Linked DNA regions of Zea mays: all the other regions are linked to region 1. The links are chromatin contacts, called in public Hi-C maps. All regions are on one chromosome and are shown on one strand. Each heading gives the region's core, a stretch centred on a gene start, on an enhancer-like site or on the middle of the called end of the contact. The rest is flanking DNA. Distances are from core to core; before and after follow the strand shown.

What was found. Hi-C and Micro-C count contacts between places; a contact is called where the count stands out from the background.
Region 2: a contact with region 1 is called in a Hi-C map of bundle sheath, with 2.6 times the contacts expected there. The contact joins the enhancer-like site here to the promoter of LOC100193187 in region 1. A contact is called at or near these places in 2 of 25 Hi-C or Micro-C datasets (bundle sheath and ear).
Region 3: a contact with region 1 is called in a Hi-C map of ear, with 2.0 times the contacts expected there. The contact joins the promoter of LOC103636850 here to the promoter of LOC100193187 in region 1. A contact is called at or near these places in 2 of 25 Hi-C or Micro-C datasets (ear and tassel).

Annotation. Positions count from the first base shown.
Region 1 is chr1:77,866,648-77,870,266 of Zm-B73-REFERENCE-NAM-5.0, forward strand. It overlaps LOC100193187, which reads right to left and starts at 1,948. Exons shown (of 2, transcript NM_001138342.1): 1 at 1,644-1,948; 2 at 553-1,577. The coding sequence starts at 1,827. The coding sequence ends at 772.
Region 2 is chr1:78,304,367-78,307,985 of Zm-B73-REFERENCE-NAM-5.0, forward strand. It overlaps LOC103636860 (mechanosensitive ion channel protein 2, chloroplastic), which reads right to left. Exons shown (of 15, transcript XM_008659179.3): 15 at 3,143-3,619. The coding sequence ends at 3,461. Among protein-coding and RNA genes, the nearest start is that of LOC103636860, 25 kb to the right of the region's middle. Within about 2 kb of position 2,050, at least 8 of the 20 cell types and tissues checked have an H3K27ac peak or open chromatin away from gene starts, as enhancers often do. A contact at or near this core is called in bundle sheath, where this site is marked.
Region 3 is chr1:78,215,021-78,218,639 of Zm-B73-REFERENCE-NAM-5.0, forward strand. It overlaps LOC103636850 (protein SHORT-ROOT 2-like), which reads left to right and starts at 1,811. Exons shown (of 1, transcript NM_001323339.1): 1 at 1,811-3,619. The coding sequence starts at 1,874.

The DNA.
Region 1 (3,619 bases), core at 698-3,197:
TATTTATAAATGCACTTAATTATATTTTTTTTGGATGGAAGAAGTAGATTCCGGTACTGCTTCTATATACGAGTTGAAAACAGATTTTTCCCGTACGTACGTAGGCCTACGTAGACGAGTGAGAGTAGGGACTAGGGAGAGTAATCCCGTCCTCCCCACGCCGGCCGGCGTCTCCCGTCCGTCCAATGAATGTCACGCGGCGACACGGAGATGAGGGTGCATTGTGCGACGTGCCCGCTTTTGTCCTCGTACTCTCGGGTACAAAACCCCGATGGACTTTGGAGCACCCATGTCGGCCACTGTCGCGTCCGGTATCTCTCTCGTCAGGGCACGGGCGCACGGCAGGCTCGATCGAGTGGCGCGGCGGACGAGGCGCGAGCGCGACCCGCTGCTGCCTCTGCGTTGATCCCTCGTCAACTCCGTACCCGCGAGACGCGGGGCCGTGCAGCGCTCCAAGACCATTCCCCTTCTTGCCCCCGGCGCGAACGCATCGAGACCGATCGTCACCATCCCGCTGCACACGTCACTGTTCGCGGGACGTCATCGCCAATTATCATGTCAATCACAACAGTAATAAACCACACACACACCAGTTATACGTACAAGCACAAACGCACACAGTCGGTCGGTCGACCCACCGAAGCTCAGATGTAGTGGTGGTGCTATAGTATTTTATTTATATTATAGTAATTGTTCAATAAAGGAGAGAAGGGGAAAAAAAGAACAGGGGGAAAAAACAGTTATACTTTGGTGGGGTGGCCACCGGCGCTCTCATAGTCTCATCTTCGCCCACACGCAAACGGGGCTTCGAGGCCGGCTCCGGCTGCTACTGGTAGTTTCTTTTCTACTACCGCTACTACGCAACCAAAAATAAAATCTAAGGCCGCAGCCAGAAACGAATGAAAAACGGCCTTGCCGTCGCCGGCGACGAGAGAAAACGCCTGGCCGCCGGGACAGATCGTCCAGACAAAACATCACATCACACGGCGGCCAATCAAGAGAGCCGCTGCGCGTGTGGTTTGGTTTGGTTTGGCCTGCGTCGTCGACCGGCGGCTTCATCAGGCAAAAAGGTTGAGCAGCACGGGCTCCCTGTCGCCGCCGGCCGTGGTCGTGACGGACTCGTCCGAGCTCATGGACGGCGTGCCGGGCCGCAGGAGGGGGGCCCTCCTCCCGTCCGCCGTCGCCGGCGGGGACCCGGGGCTGCTGCTGAGGCACAGCCCTAGGTCGCAGTACGCCGCCGCCTCCGCCGCGGGCGGCGCCCCGGCACCGGCGGCGGCCTTCCGCGCCCGCTTCGCCGTGGAGAAGGTGGACCAGCCGCCGGCGCGCTTGTCGGTGGCGGCGGGGGGCCCGTACAGGTGGCCCGTCCCGGCGCCAAGCTCCGGCAGCGGGCCGATGGCGCCGCCCCGCAGCACGGTGTCGACGGCGGCCTGGCAGAGGTGCCAGTTCCCCGTGCCCAGCAGCCCCACCGCGCCGTGCACCGGGTTGATGGTCCGCCCCGCCGCCTCGTACAGCAGCGACTGGAACAGGGCTGCGAGGAGGTGCCATGGACCACAGTAAGCCTGGTAAGCAATAATAAGCTAGCTAGGGATCATGGTCGGTGTGTGATAGTTCATGCATGGGGACGGGACGGGACGGAAGCGTACCGGGCCGCTGCGCGTCCGGGACAGCGGAGATGAAGGAGAGCAGGCCCGCGCGGCCGAAGAACTTGGCGACGAACACGGTGGCGTGGCCCTGCGCCTCGGCGGCGTCGATCCACTGGAGGCAGGGGCGCAGCACGCAGGCCTCGCTGCAGCCTTTGCGCAGCACCCGGCACCCGTTGCAGCTCATGCTGCTACCGTCGTCACGGCCCCCCCGTCCTAGCCAAGTACTCCTACTCACTCACTAGTAAGTAGATGCTACTACTAGGCTAGAAGATCTCTCTTCTCTCTGCTGCGGTGCTACCACTGCGAGACGGAACGAAGAGAACGGCTGGTTCGCTGCCGGGGAAGGAGATATATAGGCCCCTGGAGAGTGCTGGAGCTGCACGAGCAACCATGGTTGGTTAGGTTAGGTAACCAGAGGCTTGGACCGGGGTCAGACAGAGAGGCGGGCCCCGCCAGGTGGTGCGGTGCGGTGAGGGTGTGTGTGTGTCGTGCGAGGAAGTTCCAAGGTCCTCGGGTGCGCGGGGGGCGGCTCCGTGTCTCCGCGGCCGGTCGGGCACCCGCGGGCCGTCGGATCGCGTCCTCCTCCTGGCCCTAGGGTGTGCGGAACGGTTCCACCACGCGTTCCGGGGCGCCGCGCGTTCGCCCCGTCCGCCGCTCGTCGCGTCGCGTCGTGGGCGGGCGCGCGGTTTGCCGCTTCTGCTGCCCCCGCATGCCTGCGGCTGGATGGGCCTGCTTGCTTTTCCGTGGGGTGGGGCTGCGGATGGGACAGAGACGGGTGCGTGGATTCGCGTGTCGGGCAGCCCCGGTGCGTCTGACTCAGCGTGCCGTGGATTCGTGCTCGCCCCTAATGCCCGCTGATTGCGACGCACTCCGCCCCTTGTGCTGCAGCGACAGCTCGACCACGTCCAATTTACGGGGAAAAAAACAGATCCAAAGCTAAGGACGGAACCCTCGAGTTTTTTTTAAGAATCTGGCTTTCGAAAACTGGATTGAGTATAAACAAGTTAGTTTTTGTCTAATTTCTAGCATCTCCAACAAGATGCTTTAAAATAGTGTCCTACAAATTAAAAATATTGCTCCATCTGTCCTAATTTAGAATTCGTTTCACTTTTCTTTACTAATTTTGGCTGCCTTGTCTTATTTAGTTTTTTTATAAATATGAAAAATTCAAAGACATATCTACAATATATTATATGCTAAACGATACCACATTAAAAGCTAATAATAATTATAATTTTTTTTCCAATACGACGAGCTGGTCAAACTCGAGGTAAAAAATAAAATGAATTATAAATTGAAACGGATTGAGCACATCATTTTAAAGTGTTAAGGGCACTAAAATAAATTGAGTTCCAATAGTTAATATAAAGAAATTGTTGAGAATGAAATAGAAAACGAAGATATGACATTGATTTGAAGTGGAATACATTTGAGTCACTTCATGGTGTGTTTTATATTTTTTTAATAAAAAATATGTAAAATAAGAACGGTTGGAGCCATTTTTATGAGTTAAGACAAATATTGTAAGATATTATATGCAAAAGGTGTTTTTGTGACCATACGGGTGGACTACTGTACATTGCACCTATATGGTCACTACAAACACTGTTTTGCATTGTTTTATATAGCAGATTGCGCTGTTTATATAGTGTAATTTGAATATGAGTATATGTATAGATAAGCTGCTAGAGAGGATATTAGGGTAACACTACACCCGAGCGTCTTACCATTGAGCCAGGCTCGTCCGCAACCCAAATGAATTCTAGATTCAGATTCACTCCTTGCACCCGTCAGATCAGGCCGTGTAGGAAACTTGGCATCGTGTTTGGTTTCACACCCCCCTCTTTTCTTCGGTTCTCTCGTTAATCTCACGCACGTACGTTAATCTCAGACGCCTGTCCTAATTGGTGGTCGACACATGGCAAGGAGCTGTAATCTTTGTTGCGAGTGGACTAGCTGTAACGTATGTGTAATTC
Region 2 (3,619 bases), core at 800-3,299, 440 kb after region 1:
GACAGTCTCCACATCATGTGTGGCCAGTTTCTCCAACATTTTCTTATCACGTACCCCCTGTCGGAAGGTCGTGATGATGGAGGCATCGGAAATATGAGGTATCGTACCTCGCACCTTGGTGAAGCGGGAGATGAACTTCCGGAGGGTCTCCCCTGGCTCCTGCCTCACTGCATGGAGGTGGGCCTCCACACCGTGCTGTTGATAAGCACTGGCAAAGTTCGCCACGAACCGCGCACAGAGCTCTTCCCAGGAGTAGATTGATCCTGGGGCGAGGTTCATGAGCCAAGTCCGGGCAGGTCCAGACAGGGCGACATGAAAATATGTCGCCATTACAGCGGTGTTTCCACCTGTTGCCGTGATGGCGGTGACATATATTTGCAGGAACTCCGATGGGTTCGTTGTCCCATCGTATTTTTCCGGCAGGTGTGGCCGGAACTTGGGCGGCCACGACGCCGTGCGAAGATGGTCTGCAAGGGCGGCGCAGCCCACGCCGGCCAAGGGGACACCCGTTTGGGATCGGGCGCCCACTGGTGTCTGCGGTGCCTCCGCAGCGAAATCTCGGTCGAGGTTGCGACCCTCAATGTTCTCTCGGCGCTCACGCGCCCTTTCCAAAGAGACCCAGGCGTCTTCTCCCGTACGCCTACGGTTGAGCTCCGCCCGGAGGTTGTCGGTCTGTGCACCCCTTACGGAAGGCGAGCGCACAGATGTCGTCGCCTCGCGTTGGCGCCGGGATGACAGAGGCCTCGACCTGGTCGAAGTAGAATGTGCCATGCCGAGCAGCCGGTCGACATCGTCGCGCCACTGCTTCATGGCCCCCGGTGATGTCGTGGAGCTAGGGGGTGGCGTAGCAACTCTCTGGCCGCAGACAGCGCCGTAGGCGCTGCCCTCGACGGAGTTCGGGACACCTGCGCTGGCGTGTGCTGCTGCACGGCGTGCACGGCAGCAGTCCCAGAGTCGGGGCGGTCGGGCACTCGTGGCGCGGAGGATGCAACCTCTTGCTCCATCACAAAATCCTCCGAAGTTTCGGCGCGGTGCTCGATGATTCGCACCATCATGCTGAGCGAGGAAACAAGCAAAAACTTGAAGCTTGGCCCCTACCTGGCGAGACAAATGTCGGAGAGGAAATCTCCCCAGCCGGGTGGCGGATTGCACCCACCCTAAATCCTAAAGAGAGGAGGGGCCTAAGCGTTTTGCTTGCTACGAGACTGGTGGATCAACACACGAGAGCTCGCGAGGGTTTAGAGTGGTTCGGGCCGCCGGAGCGTAATACCTTACTCTACTGTGAGATGTATTGCTTGAGGGCTTGTAAGAGCTAGCGAGTCTGAGATTGCGTGTGTGTAACGTCGCATGCCTCCCCTTTTATAGCTGAAGGGGGGCATGCACAAAGGGACTGGGCCCCGACATGTGGGCCCAGGTACATAAAGAATATAGTGCTTGGATCCTCTGATATCTGTTGTCGAGACAATCTTCTCTGCCCGAGATCTGCGTATCCTAGGCGTACCGAGGAGGCTTCTTGCGGAAGAGAGGATGAGTATAGCGCGCCGCTCAGCACAGGTGTACTGTTCACCAGTAGACCCAGCAGGCGCGCTGTCCGCTGGATGACCTTGACGCCGCCTGCCAGCGGATGGGACGGGTCGCATTAAATGTTGAGGGGGCACGTCGCCTGTCAGCGCAGTGGCAGGCGGCACGTCTTTTCTTCAATAAATGCAGGGGCTGCACGACTTCTCGTCAGGTTCTGCCCGGTGGCTTATGCCATGGGCCACAAGCAGCGGGTCTCCACCTGAGCGGGAAGTGGAGAGCAAAGCCCGCATACGTGTCAGTACCGGACCCCTGCACACACCAGAGTCCTCCTCGTTCTGGGACCCTGCTGGAGTTCGGACCTACCCGGAGGCTCCGGACTTATATGTATATAAGGGTCCGGTGTCTTTCTATGGGGGTCCGGACTTACTGAGATGTGGTGTCTCTCCTCGCTTTCCCTCTGGCGATCCTTCTCGTCGCTGGCCAGGAGCGGATCTCGTCTCTATTGCCTAGTCGAACGGGGGACGAGCAGGCCTTAAGAGTTGTCGGGTGCACGTTCGCTAGACGCGTGAAGTGGCTCGTTGGCGATGAGGATGTGCGTGCGGTGGGTTGCTTTCATATAAGCCCGCGAGATTAAGGGGGCGATTAGTTAAATTAAGGGAGACGAGTTCGGTACAAAGAAATATAAGGGGTTTTTAAAGTGTTGACGCGCGACGACGGTGGAACCGTGAAAACTGGTGAGTTATAGTAGTAGAGATTATTGTTTGCCGCCAGAGGATTTTGATTTATAATAGTAGAGATTATCGTTTGCGGCCAGAGGATTTTGGAGAGGTAAACTCAATTTAGAAGTTTAAAAATCAATGTGTTCCAATGCTGATACGTCTTGGATACGACTTGGATGGCTCTAAATGTATGGTTGCATAAGTTGACATAAATATACAGATATGTTGACAACGAGGTTATAATACCGTTAGTCTGTCTCCAGTAGATCGTGCAAAACACTACTTTATGTTATAAAGTGCACTGTTTATATATTAGAGTTTAAAATATGTGGGATACAAAAACTGCTGGAGACAACCTTATAGCAGTTGAAAGTTGACAATCTCCCTTTCCTTCGCTACTCTACTCACCGCGGTTGTTGTGCTGTCACCCCTTCCCCTTTTCTTCGTTTCATCATCTCTTCATGCTCTCCACATTTAAATAATAAAAAATTAAAATTATACATAAATGATGATTCAAACCATATTTATTAGTTCTAGACCCGCATTCACATCATCTAGCCAGTAGAATGTATGTACCTTTATATTTTATACTCTATATTTAAGCATAAATGAAAACCTACGAGCGTCTCACCTATAAGCTTTTGCGTCATTTTTATTGATGTTATTCTCATCGCAACGATAGGTACATTCAGCGCCGCGCGGTATTCCGTTTCCTTTTCGATAATCGCGGTATTCCGTTTTAGTCGTCTGCAAGATGAGACGCCATCCGGAAGAATTCACCGTCTCCACGACTTAGCGTGTCTTTTGTAAAAAAAAAAAAAGGAAAAGAGACGATGATATTTCAGCTCGCAGCAGATGGCATTGGAAACAAAACTAACGTAAGCCAAACCTGGAAACCGAGATGACAGTTGCAACGGCGCATGCTGAATTGCCGATGCATATGCAAGAAGCCACTTAAATGAGCAATAATATAATCTTTACAAAATGCCTATTGAAGCACTTGCTTCTTTACAAGCCTGTAGCAATACGACTGACAGGTAATGTTCCCTGAATAATCGTCAGTGTGAATTTACCCCTTAAGCATACAACACTGATGTGTGGTGGCATTGTATTTGCACAAGCGCACAAAAAAGGTAGGCTTGGTGACAAATCTTCACAAGGATACAGTTTGAACTCGGATGACCTATCGAGATTCCTCTGAACGGCTTTTTTTCTGGACCTCAAAGTTTTGGGCTTTGGCCTATCTTATCCTTCGGTGATGAAGCCGCCTCTTCGGTGTCCACCTCAGTCTCAGATAGTGATAGATGAGGATTTCCTTCTTCAATAGGCAGTGTCCTCCTGGAACCCTCAAGGGCTACGCCCAGAACAATGTTATCTTC
Region 3 (3,619 bases), core at 561-3,060, 350 kb after region 1:
CCGATTCGTGCTGACTAGACATCGCCTCGCCAAATGCAGCCTCCATACAAAAGAACAATGCAATCCTATATAGAAATTTTCATATAAACAAAATATATCAAAGCATTTCAAAACACTCATCAGGCGATCTGTTGCTATTTGGCTGCACACCACATCTAGGTTTGCAGGATCTGGTCCCCGACGGAGTGTGTCACATCCTCATCAGATGTTAATTTTTAGATCCGAGTGGCGCTCAAGGCCATCAGAAGTAATTAACTTCCTACCGTTTCAATCGAACCCCGTAGGAAGTTATTATGCCAATATGCCGTAGAAGTTTGTTTTTTGGTGTCGTGCAAACTAAAATTCATACAATACTTAATGTATATGCTTTATATATGTGTCTAGATTCATCAGCATCCACTTGAATAATGTATGTGCTTTATATATGTGTCTAGATTCATCACCATCCACTTAAATATAGACATAAAAACCAAGAGGTAAAATAAATACTAGTTTAGGACAGATGGAGTATTATTATTTGTAGCTATATGAACCGACAATGACACAGAGATTTTCATTTGTTTTGTAAAAAATATTTTTTAACACTAAACCAGATTAAGACAAACTTTATATAAAAACTATAGTGTTTAAAAAGACCCAAAGCTGATAGATCAACTCATCCAATCCACAAATCAAAAAAAAATTGAGGAGTGAGAAGATGATAGGGGAGAGCAGGAATTTGCCGAGTGTCCGACAAAAAACACTCGGCAAAGCGCCGAGCACTCGGCAAAGACCCAGATTCCGGTAGTGCCTATTAGTGTGCCACCTAGCTCCATTAACTTTGAAAGCGCAGTTTTGGGTGCTAAATTTTTTGAGTGGTTCTCACATTGCTTTGGTCCACACGTACAGTCAATATAACCAACATGGTGTGTAATTTGCGATTAGCTAGCCCATACTTACTCCCCACAGCTGTTGGCCTGTTGCATTCCATGCTCTCACGCCACTGACTCGGTCTCGGTGACTCTCCTCTCTCAGGTCCCTTCCCCAAGCAGCTACTAGCGCTTTGCTTGGGCTCAAATCTGGACTCAAGCACAGATGGCATACTCGTTTACAGTTACAAAACAGCGGTGAGCTAGCGATAGTGGAGCAGGCCAGTGAAGTGAAGCAGGTTGACCACCCCCAGCGCAAATGAACCCCCTGTGGCTTTTCACCCCGTGTGGTTTGGTTTGGTCGTACTCGTACCCATAATCAGCTGTCGTTAAATAATATAATAACCACCGTAATTTCCCCGGTGACAGCTCTAATCGTGCCTGGGTATATAGTAGTACTCCCTCCGTTTCTTTTTATTAGTCGCTGGATAATGCAAAATTGCACTAATTTTGCACTATCCAGCGACTAATAAAAAGAAACGGAGGGAGTAATATATATTCTGCGCCAAATGCAATAACGGTGGTGGGATAAAGACACGGCTGGGGCCAGGAGAAATTTGAAATGCATCCACTCGTCGGTATCCGCCCGCCTGCCTGCGGTGCACACAATCCGACTGTCACGCACGTCCACTTTAGACCTACATACCTTTATTTTCCGGCAAAGCTGATCAAGACGCGAACTAAAGGCAGGATAAGCGAGGGAGCACATCGATCGCACAAAAAGCACCCAAATTTCTACCTTGTCTATCCAATGGCAGCAAGGGAGCATGGCGCGCGATAGTAAAAAAAAAAGAAAAGAAAAGAAAAGCGTTGTGGTGGTCTCGCCATGCATGCATCCTCTTTGCACACATGTTATATAACCCACGAGGTGACCACCATGGTTGTGTTTATGTAGGTAGCAACAACAGCACAAGCCCATTTGCACCGTATGCATGTTGTTGTTGTTGCTGGCTCCGGTGGGTTAGATGGACACACTGTTTAGATTGGTTAGCCTCCACCAACATCACCAACAACATCACCAACAGGCAGCAGCAGCAGCAGCGTCCTCCTCGCCGGACCAGCACCACCACCACCAGTCCCCCTACAGCTCCCGCTCCACGTCCCGCAGCAACGACACCTCCACCGGCTCACGCTCCTCTCCCTCCTCCTACCACACCCACAACCACCACTACCACTCTTCCCACCCCCACTCCCACTACAGCAGCGCCAGCTACTACTACGACCCCGCAGGCAGCGGCAGCGGCAGCGCCGGCTACTACTACTACGACCACCACCAGCCGCCGCCGCCGCCGCCGTACCAAGAAGAATGCGGCAACGACCACGGCTTTTACATGGATGAAGACTTCTCCTCCTCGTCCTCGTCCCGGTCCCGCCACTTCCAGTCGTCCTCGCGCGCCCCGCCCTCGTCGTCTCCCACGCCACCGCACGCCCAGCCCCAGCCCCCGCCCGCGTCCACGTCGTCCGGCGCCGGCGCCGGCGCCCTGTTCGAGGCGGCCGACTTCTCGTTCCCGCAGGTGGACATCGACCTCGACTTCAGCTCCCCCGCCTCGTCCTCCGGCGCCGCCGCCTCGTCCTCGGGCGGCGGCGGCGCCGGGAGGTGGGCCGCGCAGCTGCTGCTGGAGTGCGCGCGCGCCGTGGCCGCCCGCGACAGCCAGCGCGTGCAGCAGCTCATGTGGATGCTCAACGAGCTGGCGTCGCCGTACGGGGACGTGGACCAGAAGCTGGCGTCCTACTTCCTCCAGGGCCTCTTCGCGCGCCTCACCACCTCCGGCCCGCGCACGCTGCGCACGCTCGCCGCCGCGTCGGACCGGAACACGTCCTTCGACTCCACGCGCCGCACCGCGCTCAGGTTCCAGGAGCTCAGCCCCTGGGCGTCCTTCGGCCACGTGGCCGCCAACGGGGCCATACTCGAGTCGTTCCTGGACGCGGCGGCGGCGGCGGCCGCCTCCTCGTCCTCCTCCTCGCAGCACCCGCCGCGGCTGCACATCCTGGACCTCAGCAACACCTTCTGCACGCAGTGGCCGACGCTGCTGGAGGCGCTGGCCACGAGGTCGTCGGACGACACGCCCCACCTGTCCATCACCACCGTGGTGCCCACCGCCGGCGTGCCGTCGTCCGCGGCCGCGCAGCGCGTGATGCGGGAGATCGCGCAGCGCCTCGAGAAGTTCGCGCGCCTCATGGGCGTGCCCTTCAGCTTCCGCGCCGTGCACCACGCGGGGGACCTCGCGGGGCTCGACCTCGACGGCCTCGGCCTCGGCCTCCGCGAGGGCGGCGCCGCCACGGCGCTCGCGATCAACTGCGTCAACGCGCTGCGCGGGGTCGCGCCGGGGGGCGCGCGGCGGCGCGACGCGTTCGTCGCCTCGCTCCGCCGCCTCGAGCCGCGCGTGGTCACCGTCGTGGAGGAGGACGCCGACCTCGTGGCGGCGTCCGAGCCGTCGTCGTCGTCGGCCGGGGAAGCCGACGCGGAGGCGGCGTTCATGAAGGTGTTCACCGAGGGCCTCCGCTTCTTCTCGGCGTACATGGACTCCCTCGAGGAGAGCTTCCCCAAGGCGAGCAACGAGAGGCTCGCCCTGGAGAGGGCGGCGGGGCGTGCCATTGTGGACCTCGTGGCCTGCCCGGCGTCCGAATCCGTCGAGAGGCGGGAGACGGGGGCGTCGTGGGCGCGCCGCATGCGGTCTGCCGGCTTCTCTCCCGTGGCATTCAGCGACGAC